Regions from separate parts of the Zea mays genome. Here region 1 is linked to region 2. The links are chromatin contacts, called in public Hi-C maps. All regions are on one chromosome and are shown on one strand. Each heading gives the region's core, a stretch centred on a gene start, on an enhancer-like site or on the middle of the called end of the contact. The rest is flanking DNA. Distances are from core to core; before and after follow the strand shown.

Evidence for each region. Hi-C and Micro-C count contacts between places; a contact is called where the count stands out from the background.
Region 1: a contact with region 2 is called in a Hi-C map of leaf, with 8 times the contacts expected there. The contact joins the promoter of LOC103650687 here to the promoter of LOC118476706 in region 2. A contact is called at or near these places in 2 of 25 Hi-C or Micro-C datasets (ear and leaf).

What each region holds. Positions count from the first base shown.
Region 1 is chr3:147,099,193-147,103,833 of Zm-B73-REFERENCE-NAM-5.0, forward strand. It overlaps LOC103650687 (cellulose synthase-like protein G2), which reads left to right and starts at 3,154. Exons shown (of 5, transcript XM_020550344.3): 1 at 3,154-4,100; 2 at 4,426-4,533. The coding sequence starts at 3,420.
Region 2 is chr3:146,829,867-146,834,053 of Zm-B73-REFERENCE-NAM-5.0, forward strand. LOC118476706 reads right to left here and starts at 2,515. Exons shown (of 1, transcript XM_035966327.1): 1 at 1,978-2,515. The coding sequence starts at 2,468. The coding sequence ends at 2,241. It overlaps LOC100303930, which reads left to right. Exons shown (of 2, transcript NM_001368189.1): 1 at 1-1,246; 2 at 3,007-3,296. The coding sequence ends at 1,222.

The DNA of each region.
Region 1 (4,641 bases), core at 1,904-4,403, 270 kb after region 2:
GGCCCCGCGAGTCTCCCGCCGCGTCCCATACTTCGGGACAGACGGCCGCTGATTCGACCGGAAGGGGAGAGGTATGTAACTTTATGTTCTTCATTCTTGTTCATATTATGTGTTCAAAATCATAATATAAACTAATACTTTTTATTTATCACTTGGACAGGTCTTGGACGGTTTTGGATTATGCTGGGGGTCATCGTCGCCCCCCAACAACATCCTCGGCCTGCTGTGCAGGGAACACTTCCCTGGACTTGTCGAGTACGCCGGAGTGACGGGCCCAGCCTTCACCTTCGACCACTACGTCGTCGCCCCTGATGCAGTAGACCGGGACAGCAGGGAATTCAATAACAAGGCGGAGCGGGTGAAGCAAGAGCTGTGGGTAAGTCTTAGTATAATGTAAAATATGTCGCATTCGTTGCAAATTCTTGAAATAATGTATGGATACATCGTTTTTGTATGCAGGATTTCTTCAGATGCGATGCTGGATACGAGGCTAGGGCGGATGTGGTGGCCACCACGAGCTGTAAGAAGCTCGTTGTGGACATGCACTATGAGGCCCGCATCCAGGCCATCATCACCTACCACGGCTCCGTCCTTGGGGAGAAGGTGACCAAACCTCAAGCCTGAACCATGTCGTTGACCAGGGAGCAGTACCTGCAGGTAAAGTCATGCATGTTTGGTACCAGTACTCAATGCATGAATTTTATTTTATCTTCTGATATGCACTTTATGTGTTTAATTTGCAGGTGATTCCACATTGGTGCACCGCACATCCTCTGTGCTGGGAGCAGATGGTGGATAGGTGGTGTTCGGCTGAGTGGGACGAGGCACACACAGCTAGCCGGGAACGGCGTTTGATGATGCAAGGCCCGTCCCACCACCAAGGCAGCCGGAGCCTGGGCCAATATGCCGAAGCATGGGTACGCCACCTTTTTTATTTAGATATATAACACTAAGTTAGATATTATTTCTAACTATCTCGTTGGTTTTTGTTGCAGTCGGCGTCACATGGTGGCAGGCCTTGTTCCACCTTCTCGGCCTATGCTATGGCCCATAAGGGTAAGGCGACGTCCGACGTCATCTACAACCCGGATGACGGGCCCGAGGCCTACACCAACCCCGCCGTCTACAGCCGCCTCCATGACTACACCGCCATGGCGTAGGAGGTCCATGGCCCAGACTATGATCCGAGCACCGAGCCGATCGACCCTGATGTGCTGATGAGGGTCGGAGGAGGCAAGAGACATGGGCGGTACTGGATTGTTGACGGGGCAATCGACTCGTCCTCCACTCCCACTCTGTCTCAGGTGAGAGCAAGGAGCACGGGTTCGAGTCCAGCCATACGACCTCGGCACGACAGCTCACAGCATCGCATACAGCAACTCGAGGTTAGTGCTTATGTAACTCGTCCTTTCTTGAGTTATATACCTTCTCTTTGAGTTACTATAACGTTGGCTTGTAATATTACAGACCCAACTAGAAGAAGAGAGCAGGGAACGTCAAGAGATGGAGGCGAGGATAATGGCGGAGCGGGCGGCGGCTGATCAGAGGATGGCGGAGATGTTCCAGTACATGCAGAGCCTTGGCGCCGCACAGGGCATCGCTCCGTCACCTCCATTGTTCCCCCAGTTGACCCTACTCTCTTCCACACTCCTGTGAGTATCAAAATTGTAGTTACATGTTTGTAATGCATCTGGTATAACACATGTAATCTCTTCTCTGTGCAGGGCCAATCTGGGGCGGCATCCAACAACCCTCCGGAAGGGTTCAGCCCAACGCAGCCCAGGTCAAACCGCCCACCTCCATGAGTGGTGTTTTCATTGTTGTAGACTTCAAAACTTATGTATAATACTTATGTCTGTGTTTGATACTTATGTGAGAGCTTGCGACGTTTGAGACTTATGTTTGTGTTTAATACGTGTGTTGAACACTTATGTTTGTGATGGATATTTATGTTTGTGTTGGCTATTTATGTCTGTGATGATATCTGTGATGTATATATGTGATATGTATGTGATATCTTCTGTTTGTGTGGATGGAATACAAAAAACAAATAAAAAAGGTATATACTGGTCACTTTGCCGAGTGTTACACTCGGCAAAGAGCACAGACCTGGGCACCGGCTTAGGTTCTTTGCCGAGTGTTATGTCGCTGGCACTCGGCAAAGAGGTCGGCTTTGCCGAGTGCCGCACAAAACACTCGGCAAAGAGCCTGACATGGGGACCCTCTCTGGCGGGCTCTTTGCCGAGTGTCCCAACTGGCACTCGGCAAAGAAGACGGCTTTGCCGAGTGCTGCCAGAAAGACACTCGGCAAAGATATCTTCGTTGCCGAGTGTCAACGTTGACACTCGGCAAAGCCGCCGTCTCCATCACCCAGCGCCGTAACGGCCGCTTTTCTTTGCCGAGTGCTCCCTGGCACTCGGCAAACATCTTTGCCGAGTGCCCGACAAAAAGCACTCGACAAAGAAGGCTTTGTCGATGTACTGTTTGCCGAGCCTTCTTTGCCGAGTGTTTTTAATGCTTCGCCGAGTGCTTCAGGCACTCGGCAAAGCTATTGATTCCGGTAGTGACTCGGTGTTGTTGAAAACAGTAACCGAAGTGGGGGAATAGTGTCTGGTATTCGCGCCCTCACGTCGTTGTGGGTGGTGAAAGTAGATTTGAACGCGGTCGCATAGTCCTTTGTTGACTTCGTTGTCTTCGATGGGGTCAGTGTTCGTACATTGTGCATTAAATGCGCACGTCCTGAGGTTCTGAGAATTTTCGTCGAGGACGGGCTCGTGGCTGGACCCTCGCCCGAGATGCCCTCAGCGAGGCAGATATGCATTTTCCATCCAAGGGTGCCCCTGGTGAGTCGCAGACCCATGCAGGCGTAGCGTTCACCCGAGGATGGGCTCGAACGAAGCGTAGTTGTGCGGCCGGCAAGCGAAGCCTTGGGTGAATCGTGATTTGGTCCTACATGATCTTGGAGGTCTGGCAGCGCGTTTACTCTGTGATTCCCTGGTACTCGAGTGTTCTGGTATGATTAGGGATATAATCTGGTTACTCTTAATTATGATACCCAACAAGTAAATATAATTTAATCATAAAACTAATTATATATATAAACTAAATCACAAGACAAATTTATTAAATCTAATTAGTCCATGATTCGCTAATATGATGCTACAGTAAGCATTTGCTAATTATGAATTAATTAGGATTAAAAATTATTATCCACGTGTGTTAAAGTAAATCAGAGTATAAATTAGTTTAAGTTATACTCTAATTCATCTTAATTCACGCGGATTGAGCTGAAGGCCGTAGGGCCGTAGGGTGATGCCCAGTCCCAGTCTCGGCCGGCCAGCTCTCTTTTAGTAGAGACACTCTGCCACAGCGTAGCCTAGCATAGCGTCCACTAGCTAGCTAGCTAGCTAGCATCAGTCATGGAGGATGGCGCCGAGAAGGCGACGACACCGGATTCTTCTTCTTCGCAAGCGGCACCGCCAGCGCTGAGCGCGGTGTACGTGAACAGGCGCCTCGTGGCGGGCAACCGCGCCATGGCCGCCGTCCACGTCGCGCTGGTCGCCACGGTCATCGGCCAGCGCGCCCTGGCGCTGCTCTCTGCTGGAACCAGCAGCGCGTCGCCCGCGTCCCGGTCCCTGCAGGTGCAGCACGTGGCCATGGCGCTGGCCGACCTGACGCTGCTGTTCGTGTGGGCGCTGTCGCAGTCGGGGCTGTGGCGTCCCGTGACGCGCGCCGCGTTCCCGGGCCGGCTGCTGGCGGCGGTGCCCCGCGGCGCGCTCCCGCGCGTGGACGTGCTGGTGGTGACGGCCGACCCGGACAAGGAGCCGCCTCTCGGGGTGGTGAACACGGTGGTGTCGGCGATGGCGCTGGACTACCCCGGCGGCAAGCTGAGCGTGTACCTGTCGGACGACGCCGGGTCGCCGCTCACGCTGCTCGCCGCCCGTAAGGCCTACGCCTTCGCTGCCAGGGCCTGGGTGCCCTTCTGCAGGAGGCACTCCGTGCAGTGCCCCTGGCCGGACAGGTACTTCGCCGGCGACGACGACGACGCTGACGGCGATCGGCGGCGGGAGGAGCTCGCGGAGGAGAGGGCAAGAGTCAGGGTACATGTCTGTCTGTCTGTCTCTAGTGTTTTGCTTTTGATTAGACTATTTTTTTTCTTTTCCGGTCCCTCTGGGCGTGACGTGTGTGATGACGTCAAAGTGGCACATCGGGATGGAGTCTCCAACACACTCCAAAGTCCAAACTCCAAAGTGCCGTAATCAGTGTCACGTGGAAGTGGAACAACCATTTTCGTCCTCATGCATTGCATGCATGGTAACGAAAATAGAAAAAAAACACGAGGGTGGGGTAGTGGCCTGACGTGGACAGGTAACTGGATTAGGGCTGGTTTTGTGTGGCCTGCTGATTTATTTATTTATTTTTCAGAAACTATACGAGAAGTTGAAAGCGGATATAGAGGCGGCTAAGAATGACGAGACTATTTCTGGGAGCTGGTCAAAAGACAAACGTCAGAATCACGATGCTTACGTGGAGGTAAAACTTGTTACTCACTCCCTTCTAATGACCGAGGAAAATTAAGAGTGAGATTGGTTGAAGACTCAATTAGACCGAAAAGACTTTATTCTAGTTTTTAAGAATAGA
Region 2 (4,187 bases), core at 1,265-3,764:
CGGTCTCCTTCCGCTCACGGAAACCGCTGTCATCACGGTGCTCCGGGAGCTGAGGGAGCATCCGATCAAGGCTCTCGCCTTCTTCAGATGGGCTGGGCGGCAGCAGGGTTACACGCACAGCTCCGTGAGCTACAATGCCATGGCAAGGGTGCTAGGTAGGGAGGAGTCGGTGCCCGAATTTTGGGAGTTGATCCGGGAAATGAAGGGTGCCGGGATGTACGTGGATATCGACACTTACCTCAAGCTGTCCAGGAACTTCCAGAAGCGTCACATGGTCCGGGAGGCTGTGGAGCTGTATGAGCTAATGATGGATGGCCCTTTCAAGCCAGGCCAGCAGGATGGACCCATCATCATCAGGCGCATCTCGCTGGGGCCGTCGCCGGACCTTGAGCTTGTCAACCGGGTTGTCAACAAGTTTGAGGCCGTCTGGGGTGTCAAGACCAAGGAGTTGCTTGATGGGGTCCATAGGGCGCTTACAAGTAATGGGTTGTTCGATGAGGCTGCAGAGATTGTGCAAACTATGAGGGACCAAGGCCACCAGCCGGACAATATTACATATAGCCAGTTGGTGTATGGTCTTTGCAAGGCCGACAAGCTGGAGAATGCTCGCAAGGTGCTCGATGAAATGGAGGCTGAAGGGTGTGTCCCAGATTTGAAGACTTGGACCCTGTTGATCCAAGGGCACTGTGTAGCTGGGGATGTGGACAGAGCTGTGCAGTACTTCACCGAGATGATTGAGAAGGGCTTGGACGCGGATGGCGATGTGCTCGATGTGATATTGAAAGGTCTGTGTAGCCATGAAAAGGTTGAAGAGGCTTACTCTTTGTTTGTTGAGATGGTGGATAAGGCTGAGTTGAGGCCTTGGCAAGGCACTTGCCAGCATTTAATTGGTGACTTGCTGAGGGTAAACAAACTTGAGGAGGCCCTGGCCCTTCTCAAGACAATGAAAACCTGCAAGTTCCCACCTTTTGCGGACCCGTTTCCTCCTTACATTGCCAAGTATGGGACAGTTGAAGATGCAAGGAACTTTTTCAAGGCATTGACAGTGAAAACTTCTCCAGCACCTGCTGCCTACCTGCATGTTCTCAAGTTGTTCTTTGCGGAGGGAAGATATTCTGAAGCTCAAGATTTACTGTACAAATGCCCTATTTACATCCGCAAGCACCCCCACGTCGCCAAACTGTTTGAATCAATAAAAATTGAGAGTGCCTCTGCCTCTTGATTGGGTTCAACCAAGCAATGATTGGTGAGGCTATGGTGAACCCTTACCTTTGCTTGCTAGCTAGCTTTCTGTTTTTAAGTAGCCTTGGTATTGGGTCTTTTAAAGACATATGGTTCAACTAAGTCGAATTTTAGTATATGCCACTTCCAGCCCATGACCTGCTGGCATATTCCCTTATAACTTATTAGCTTAAGAGGAAGGTGCCAACTGGCACGTCCTTGAGACTTTTTTTTGTTGTTGTAATCATTGCTTCTGCTTGCTAGATCGTTATACAGTTGGATTTTCCTTCAAAAATGACTAAGATGAATCAAAGCGCTTGCTCAGAGTTTGAACACCATGTTTGTTATTACTGGCGATTATTAATTTCAGGAGCTCTGAAATACAAATGCTTGGACAAATAAGCTTATATATGATTTCAACCACCAGCAGTATTACTTAATATTACTACATGCCACAATCATTTGATCTGGTGTAATGTCTGTTGCATTTTAACATGACAATTTTTACTAAACAAATGTGCTATGGAGCTACAGTCCCACATGTCCAGTCCATAGCCTTGGGAGATGCTGTGTGCTTCAGTGATACCTTGGTTTATTGGGGTACTCGTATGAGCATGTCAGGACTCTTCAACTATAAGCTCCTACAGCTTTCTTGTCAATGCTGTATTTCTGTTTGACACCACAGTTTTTTTTCTTATCTGATCGTGGAGTTGGCTAATAATTATAAGAATATGTATGCTCGACGCTTTACTATAATTTCCAAATAGAAGCAAATCAATTGCAAAGCCTCAGTATCATACATGAAAGTACTCCATGCAGCATTGTTGCAAATAATATTGCCACATAATTACACATCTCCAGATGATTACATTACTTTCTTATCCATATGCTATCAACAATGCGTTCACTCCACAAATATCCAAGGCTGCAAGCAGCATCTGTTATTTGAACTAGGACCTATAGACTATATAGAGACAAGCATAAGTATATAGTATTGACTTATTGAACTAGCAACACCTTTAAGTGGAAGGTTGGTACATGGTTGTGCTCTTCTGGAGTGCCCAAGCCCTGTGCTTAAGCTTGATGAAGTTCGAAGCTATTGTATCCACATCCTTGTTCTTGTCATCTTTCATTGGGGAGCCATACCCACCACTGGTTCCTGGTTCCTTCATAGCATTGGCTTGGTTATCCTGAATATCGACGTGTTTCCACTGGGCCTGTAAACGAAGGGGCTGGGCATGAGACATTGGACTTGCTTAGTTGTTCAAGGTATTGAGAAAATGCAAGGAAGGTCGGTATGCAGCTGGGATGTTTTGGTGCCACCTTCTTTTATAGGCCCAACGTGACATCTATTTTTCTACTAGGTAATCAAGCATCCGATTCTCTTTTGAAGAATTGCCTTGTTCCCTTTCTTCATTCAAATTTGTTAGGCGTCACATGTCTCATCTCTTTTACTACTGCTAGCAGTAGTTCAGCTGATTTTGACGGCTAGTATTTTACTTTTTGATTGTAAGGTTAGTTCCCAGTTAGGTTTCTTCTCTTCTCTTCTCCATTAAGAGAAACGTCAAGTTATGCTATAGGTCAAATATTATAGTTTTTTTTGTGTGTGTGTATGCTCAAATATGAATAGCAAGAAAAACATACATGGTGTAGTGTTTTTATTTGTTTTGTAGTGTCTAATATTTGAATGATCTGGGACTTGGCTTCGTGTTGCAGGGAAAACATTTGTTGTTCTCGTTCGGTTGAAAATGATTCTCTTTTATCTTTTTTTTGTCTCTTTTATAGTGAATAATTGGGTGGGAGGCAGAGAAGCAAGCAGAAAACATGGGTCTTGGTGGATAGATAGATAGGTTTGGCCAGGCCTGATGTTGATTGGTAACAGAAAAGCAGGTCTATGGAGTATATCGTAGTGTCTCTTGTTTGGAAGATGCTGCTTCCCTTGTGCACTGACAATATCTGCAGAATATCTATTGCGTGAGCATCTTAAGTTGTAGCTTTGATATTTATTCTGACTAAAACAAGGGCATTTTCTTATCATTTGGGAATCGATGCCAAAGTGCCATAGACTATTGGACAAGCAGCAATCTTTTTTTTTTTTTTGCTGACAACTAGTGAGATGTATGTATGGCATGCTTGGCCACAATAATTTCTTGATAGGATGTGCAGGTTTATATATGTGTTGCAGGTTTCCATGAATTTCCCCTCCGGCTTCCTCCCCACTATTCCTCCCAGCACCCTGTTCACTCTCCGCCTCCGCTCACGGCGGCCTCGCCCTGGTTGTCGACTATACATGTACAATTGAGACGGTCCCATGTCCACTAAAGCACGGCCTTAATTGTAGGTCGGGTTGTGCCCGCATATAGACTGAGCCCACGGCCCATAAATAATTATATGTGACGGGTTCAAATATCCCATAATGCAAGCATGGTCATAATTGTGGGTCGAGCCATCGACCCATAAATAGTCAAGTGTGTCGGGCCGGTGTCGAGCCGGCTTAAATATCCTATGATATTTTAGTGTGCTAGATTGGCCCATATATATGCAACATCAATACATATCCATACAATAGTAATACATAAACAGAGTTACAAATAAAATGGAGTTGTTTTATAGTCGTGGGTGTATCATTAAAAACATTTTCATATACAGACTCTATGTTTAGTGGGTTTCCTTTTTATATACGGGCTCTATGTTTAGTGGCCTTCAATGGGTCTAAGCTAAATGGGTCGTGCCAGACCGGCCCATGGGCTTGACTTGAGGCCCAGGCATGGCCCACACATTGTGTCATGTCGGTCTAGGCCCACAAATAATGTCGGTGTTTTGACCCGAGGGTCCTAACCAACCAGTGAATTTGTGCTACGTGTCCTGGTCCAGATGGGTGATGCAAGAAGACACAAAATTTATCCTGGTTCACGCAATAGAAGGCCCTACTTTCAGCGAGGGGATGATACTTATATTATCTTGCA